Regions from separate parts of the Zea mays genome. Here region 2 is linked to region 1. The links are chromatin contacts, called in public Hi-C maps. All regions are on one chromosome and are shown on one strand. The core of a region is the stretch at or near the end of the contact, and the rest is flanking DNA. Distances in the headings are between cores, read along the strand shown. Region 1 holds the start of LOC111347723. Region 2 holds the start of LOC103650478.

Evidence for each region. A called contact is a pair of places that touch in the nucleus more often than the background predicts.
Region 2: a Hi-C map of leaf shows a contact between it and region 1, with 8 times the contacts expected there. The contact joins the promoter of LOC103650478 here to the promoter of LOC111347723 in region 1. A contact is called at or near these places in 6 of 25 Hi-C or Micro-C datasets (bundle sheath, ear, leaf and 2 more).

The regions. Positions count from the first base shown.
Region 1 is chr3:120,488,376-120,491,353 of Zm-B73-REFERENCE-NAM-5.0, forward strand. It overlaps LOC111347723, which reads right to left and starts at 1,497. Exons shown (of 3, transcript NM_001357658.1): 1 at 1,043-1,497; 2 at 449-503; 3 at 54-328. The coding sequence starts at 1,106. The coding sequence ends at 187. MIR167a (microRNA MIR167a) reads left to right here and starts at 2,148; the gene lies at 2,148-2,337. LOC112679201 (MIR167aHG) reads left to right here and starts at 1,812. Exons shown (of 1, transcript NR_157308.1): 1 at 1,812-2,446.
Region 2 is chr3:120,630,036-120,632,735 of Zm-B73-REFERENCE-NAM-5.0, forward strand. It overlaps LOC103650478, which reads left to right and starts at 1,377. Exons shown (of 2, transcript XM_023302094.2): 1 at 1,377-2,700. The coding sequence starts at 2,345.

The DNA of each region.
Region 1 (2,978 bases), core at 247-2,746:
TATATACATCATCTGCTATGCACTTCATCCTTGTGGCCGATTCACAACAAGTAGATAAAGTCATTTCACGTCAACATCAACAATTGCCCATTACAACAGTACTCTTTAAATAATAAAAGGCATAAAGCCATAGTTATTGATCTAAATGAAAACAACGATACAAGGCACAAAGCCATTGTTATTGAATTACATGAAAATGTTGAAAGAAGGCACGCAGCCATAATTGGAACTTTGGTAAATAGATGAAAATGATGAAAGAAGGCACACAACCATAATTAGAACTTTGGTAAATAGGAGTAGCCATCCGATTTGCATCAACCAGCAGTCACTCGATAAAAGGAAACAGAACCAAGGTTAAATAACTAATATGTAGCCAAGGATAATCATGAGATAAGTTATAATAAAATATAGTGGCTTTCAGAAGAGGTTCAAATTAAATAATTCATACCTGGAAGGATGGAAGTAGAACAGCAGCATCACCACATCAAAAGCATTATATTGTTCTGAAATAAAATTCATGTGTATGAGCTCAATGTATAGTGGAAATAAAATAGAAACAAGCAATTTTAGTATCCTACCATGTATAATTATGATTTCTACCTCCAAACCTATGCCAAATGTGCTCAACCAAATCATTTTTTAGTTGTGTATGCTGTGGACGATCACGGATAGAAGCCTTTCTAAGCAGCACATCAGCGAAACACAAGTTATCACCAACGTTAACTTCAGGAGGTAGACCATAATTTCAGGAAAGACCAGATTAAATGCATTGTAATCAAATAAAATCGGACTATTGACTGAGCAGACCACAATTTCAGGAAAGACCAGATTAAATTGGACTATTGACTGAACAGGCCACAATTTTCAGAAAGACCAGATTAAATGCACAGTAACTTGGTTAAATGGAAATACCTTAGCCATTTTTAAAATAGCTTTTGCCTTAAACACCTCAATGCCAGAACGTGCTCAAGGATTAAATCTTTCCAACAAGGTATACAAGGATTTTTACATAGTAATAGGATTATATGAACAGACGACTTACCATGCTTGTACATCAGTGTCAGCAACATTCTCAGCCAAAGAACGAGGAACTGCAGAGCCTCCATTGCTGCCTGATGGTACAGAAGAGCTCACCATGGACTGCGGTGGACGTGGGGCAAACCAAGTGCCGGGTCCAACCATGGACGGGAAGCCAGGCGGGAGGATGGGCTGAGCCCTTGGTGGTTGAACGGGCGGAGCCCCTTGCGGCGGGATCTCCAGAGGCGTTGGTGCAGAGGTCCTCTTGGATTGACGCCTCAACGCGTTTTGCTTCTAGGGTTTGGGATTTGGGGGCGATTTAGGATGGTGGCTTGGATTTGGCGCGCAGCGAATGGATTTGGAGACTAAATGGCGCGATTTGGCGGGAGGGACGGAAGGATTTAGCGGGAGGGACGGAAGAAGCGCGGGTGTGCGGGGGCAGCGACGAGCGAGGTCGTGAGGGCCGAGGAAGACGCACGGGATCAGGATGGAGTCGAAAGAGCGAGAAAGAGCCGGCACATCTTCTCGTTGTGGGCTGCAAGCGGTCTTTTTTCCCTCGAGGACGACGCTGCGGACGGGCTGCGAAACAAGAGCCCGTTTCTTTCTCTTTCTTGGTTTCTCACCCCTCCACGTAAGAATCTGATGACGTGGAACACCTTACAGCCTGCTGAGGTGTACTTATAATACTTGCTCTAAGTGCATGCACCGCCACGGGGCTAGTGCGCCAAGTTTAGCCTGCCGTGGATGCGTCCTCTTTCCTCTATAAATACAGTCCCATGTCCATCGTCCAAGGCAAAGCTAAGGTCCTGCAAGGGGAGAGTTCAAATATATCGCTTCATCTTGCCTTTTTTTCTTTTCCTTGTCCCATCTTTCTTCTTGGTCTTGTGTGTTAATTTGCTGTTCTTCTTCCAGCTCGATATATCTCACTTCTACCACATTGCAAGAATCTTTGTTTTTTTTGCACTGGTGTCTTTAATTTCCAGTAGATGCTAGGATTTTGAAATCAAGTGAAGGCTACCTGAGGTTAATTTTCTTGAGAGGAGTATGGAGAAGACGAAGGGATGGACAGATAGAGAGAGAGAGAGAGAGAGATGTTAGCTAGTTTGATTCATCCTGGATGAAAACACAAATGCTCTTGCGAATGAGTGAAGCTGCCAGCATGATCTAGCTCTGATTTGGTTGGCACCATATTAGCAGGCGTCCACGCACAGCTAGACTAGAGTGGCCTCGCGCGCTCTCGTCTGGTCTGTGTCTCGCTTTGTGCCTGCAAATCGTTGTTAGATCATGCATGACAGCCTCATTCCTTCACAATTCTGGGGCATGTATTGCTGATGACGCTGCGCCTTCTTGTTTTTTTGCTGCAACTTTGAGAAAGATAGATCCATCTGCATGCTTTTTTCCGCTGCTATGGTGTATGGTTGTGTGCTGCAGATTTTGGATCTGACTTGTGAGAACCGTCGACGGACCCCTGCACACAGTACGTGAGACGATCGAGGAGGATGGAGGCACGCAGTACGTTTTGTTCTCGATCTCTGCTACAGCATGTCATCTTAATTAAGCCTACTGGTTGCATGCATGGGTGAGGATTATTCATCGCTAAGTTTCCATGTACGTAGCATACTATCACATGTACAATGAAATAGGCAAATAGCCTAGACGTTCTTCTCATGACGACCATGTCTGCCAATTAAATATATTGCAGGTAGTAAACCTCAAGTACTGATAGCCATTAATTCTTGGTTGGAGTTCGACAGAGAAGATCGAAAAGACATGTATAGAATACTGATCGTCTGATCATATCGTCCCTACCTATCTGTCTGTCTCTACCAAAGTGGGCTACAGTACGTTAGCTAGCTGTCTCTTCGAAGACACTGATAGGATGTTTGATTACAAGTCCAACGGAACCACTTGACTGCATACGGTTACCACTTACTCATGCAAGAAAAAAAATTGCATTTTCA
Region 2 (2,700 bases), core at 127-2,626, 140 kb after region 1:
AGGAGGTTGTGGACGCTGCCTGGCCAAGGACGTTGCCGCAGTGCCTGACGATGAGAGAGAGGCCTTGCCTTGCCTTTGCCTGTGGACGCTGCCGCCGAGGACGCTGTGGGCTGTGGCCTTGCCTTGCGTGACGATGAGAGAGAGAGGAGAAGAACTGCAGGGCACACCGCAGACCGCACACCCACACACGCCTGCGCCCTTGCCTACTGCGGTGCTACTGCCGAGTGCCGACCGCGGAGCCGGCAGCCGCCACCTCCAGGAGCTAGGGTTTGTGCTTTGTTGATTTGTCAATTTCACGGTCGTGCGTGCCTCTGGGCTCTGGCTCTGGACAGTGGGTCTGGGGACTGGGAAGGGGGGCGCTGCCAGCCAGGGCCTGGGCCGTGAGAAACTGAGAACTGGGCCGTGAGCACTGAGCAGGCCGAGCACCTGGCGGGCTGGCGTGAGCATGTAGCTACAGTGCTTCGGGTAGTATGGGTAGTTCGGGTACAGTGGTTTAATACCTGATTAGGCCCGTACTTAATTCTGGTATTTAGTTTCGTTACCCGCTGGAGCTATTTGGGTAACGGGTTTTGGGCTATACGGTTACGGGTTCGGGTATTTCGGGTACAGGGCTTCGGGCTCGAGTTTTATGCCCAGTACTAGTTGCCGGGTCGACGATCAGGGATGGCGACACCGGCGTTGAGACCGACGGCTACAGCGCGCTGCTTCAGGGTTCATATTTTTGCCCAAAAAGTTTTTCTACATCTTGGGAAGAGTTGTTCGGTCCTTTCATATGCTTGAGGCTCTTGGATGATGGCGTCCTCTTTTCTGGTTGCGTGCATGCGTGCAGGAACTGTGGGAGAAGAGTCGCGAGGAGCGAGAGCGGATGGTGTAGAAGTTGGACTGTTCGAGGCCGACTGCATGCGCCGATGCGCGTCGATGAGGCCACCGTCGAGCGTGCCACACTGCATCAGTCACTCGTGGTGGGAAAGGCCGAGACTGCCGCGCTGGGCTCTTTGACAGCATCCCTCAGCTCAACCATGTGTTTCACCATAACCGTGCCCTTGTCCGTGCCGGACTGGCACGAACACGACCCATGACAGCGTGCCAAGTCATGTGACCCGATGGACTGAAAGTTGGAGCACGATCTAGCCCATCTAACGTGTAGGCTCGATTTTTTTACACATGTGCTGGACCAGACTTTGTGCATTTATTTTTTGGCCGTGCTCATACAGACCCGTTAGGCACGGCCCAAACTTTCAAGACTACTCCTCGACGTACACCGGTGGCCAGTGTGACTAGATAGTCGCTCCCTCACTTCCCTCTCCGATCTCCAACAGTGAGCGTGAAGGGGAAAGGTCTCTGAATGAAGAACAAAGATGATTAACGGGCCGGGATGTATTCTCCGTAGCAGCAAATTCGACCTTCTCGCGACAGTACATATAGAGCCATTTGCAATTTTGCCATTATCATTTGTGGGCTTCGCCATTATGCCATCGGACCCACAAATCATAGACACAGATGGTCCCACCAGTCATAGACACGGGATGGCATAATAACAGGCAGCCAAATTTGAGAGTGGCAAAACAGCAAATTTCTCGTACATATATCCCCGTTGCCATCCTTAGCTGTGGCGCAGAGCTGCGTGCGGCGTGCCTGTCTCCTCCTCCAGAGATCTCCACACACACATGTCCTACTGGCGACTGCCATGGGTGTGCCTTCTGGTTCTGGAAGACGATGGCCTGATGAGGGCCCGGGTACTTGTTGCCATTCCATTGCTGACCATGGATGCAATGCAATGCATCTGTCCACATTGATCGCTCCGCTCACATCGGTCCGTCATTGCATTGCAGGAGGAGGTACAGATACAGTACAGGTACTCAGCTCCTCACTAAGACAAGCTCTGGCCAGCGACCGATCGACCGGTCGTCCCTTAAACCCTACACCCTCCGTGGTCCGTCTGTGCTCTTCATCACGCCACAAGCCGCATCCATCTGCCCACGGCCCACCTCATATGGGGAGACCATAAACTGGCAGTTAGCTAGGACACTGCCGCCGATCACTCCGATTGTTCCCTTTTGTTTCATAAATCATGAGCCAATGAGTCATGCCTGTGTTCATGCAATTGAAGCTAGCAGTCATTTCTGGCGGTGGGTACAAAATTGAAGGTGCTAGCTGTTGCGGGGAGGACTTCCTCTTCCTCACCCTCACATGGCCGGTGCAGTGGGGGCAGATCGCAGACGTGTGAGGCAATGGAACAATCTTGAGGCGAGACGTGAGAGCAGTTCCAGTTCCAGTTCCAGAGAGCAATGAGTGGCCACCGGGCCTCTGCTCCTTCATTCTTGGAGTAGTGCGTCTTGCGCAGATGGGCAAGGCGAGCCAGTGGCTCAGAAACTTGTTGCTGTCCGGCAGGAAAGGGAGGAAGGCCAAGGACAGGGCTGAAGCCGACTGCCAGTCGGTGCTGTCCGCGCCGCTGCCCTCGCACGCGCAGGCGGCGGCGACACCGCACGGGAGGGAGAAGAGGCGGTGGAGCTTCCGGCGGCCGGGCGCGGCAGCGTCCAGCTCCCAGGGCCCGCTCGCGTCCTCGTCGTCGCACTGCTTCTCGGAGGCGGAGCTGCATGTCGTCGTGGTGCAGCAGGAGCAGGGACAGCAGCAGGCCGCGGCCGCCGCCGTCCCTGAGGCGGCGTCCACCTCGGGCACGGTCGTCGCGCTTCCGGCGTC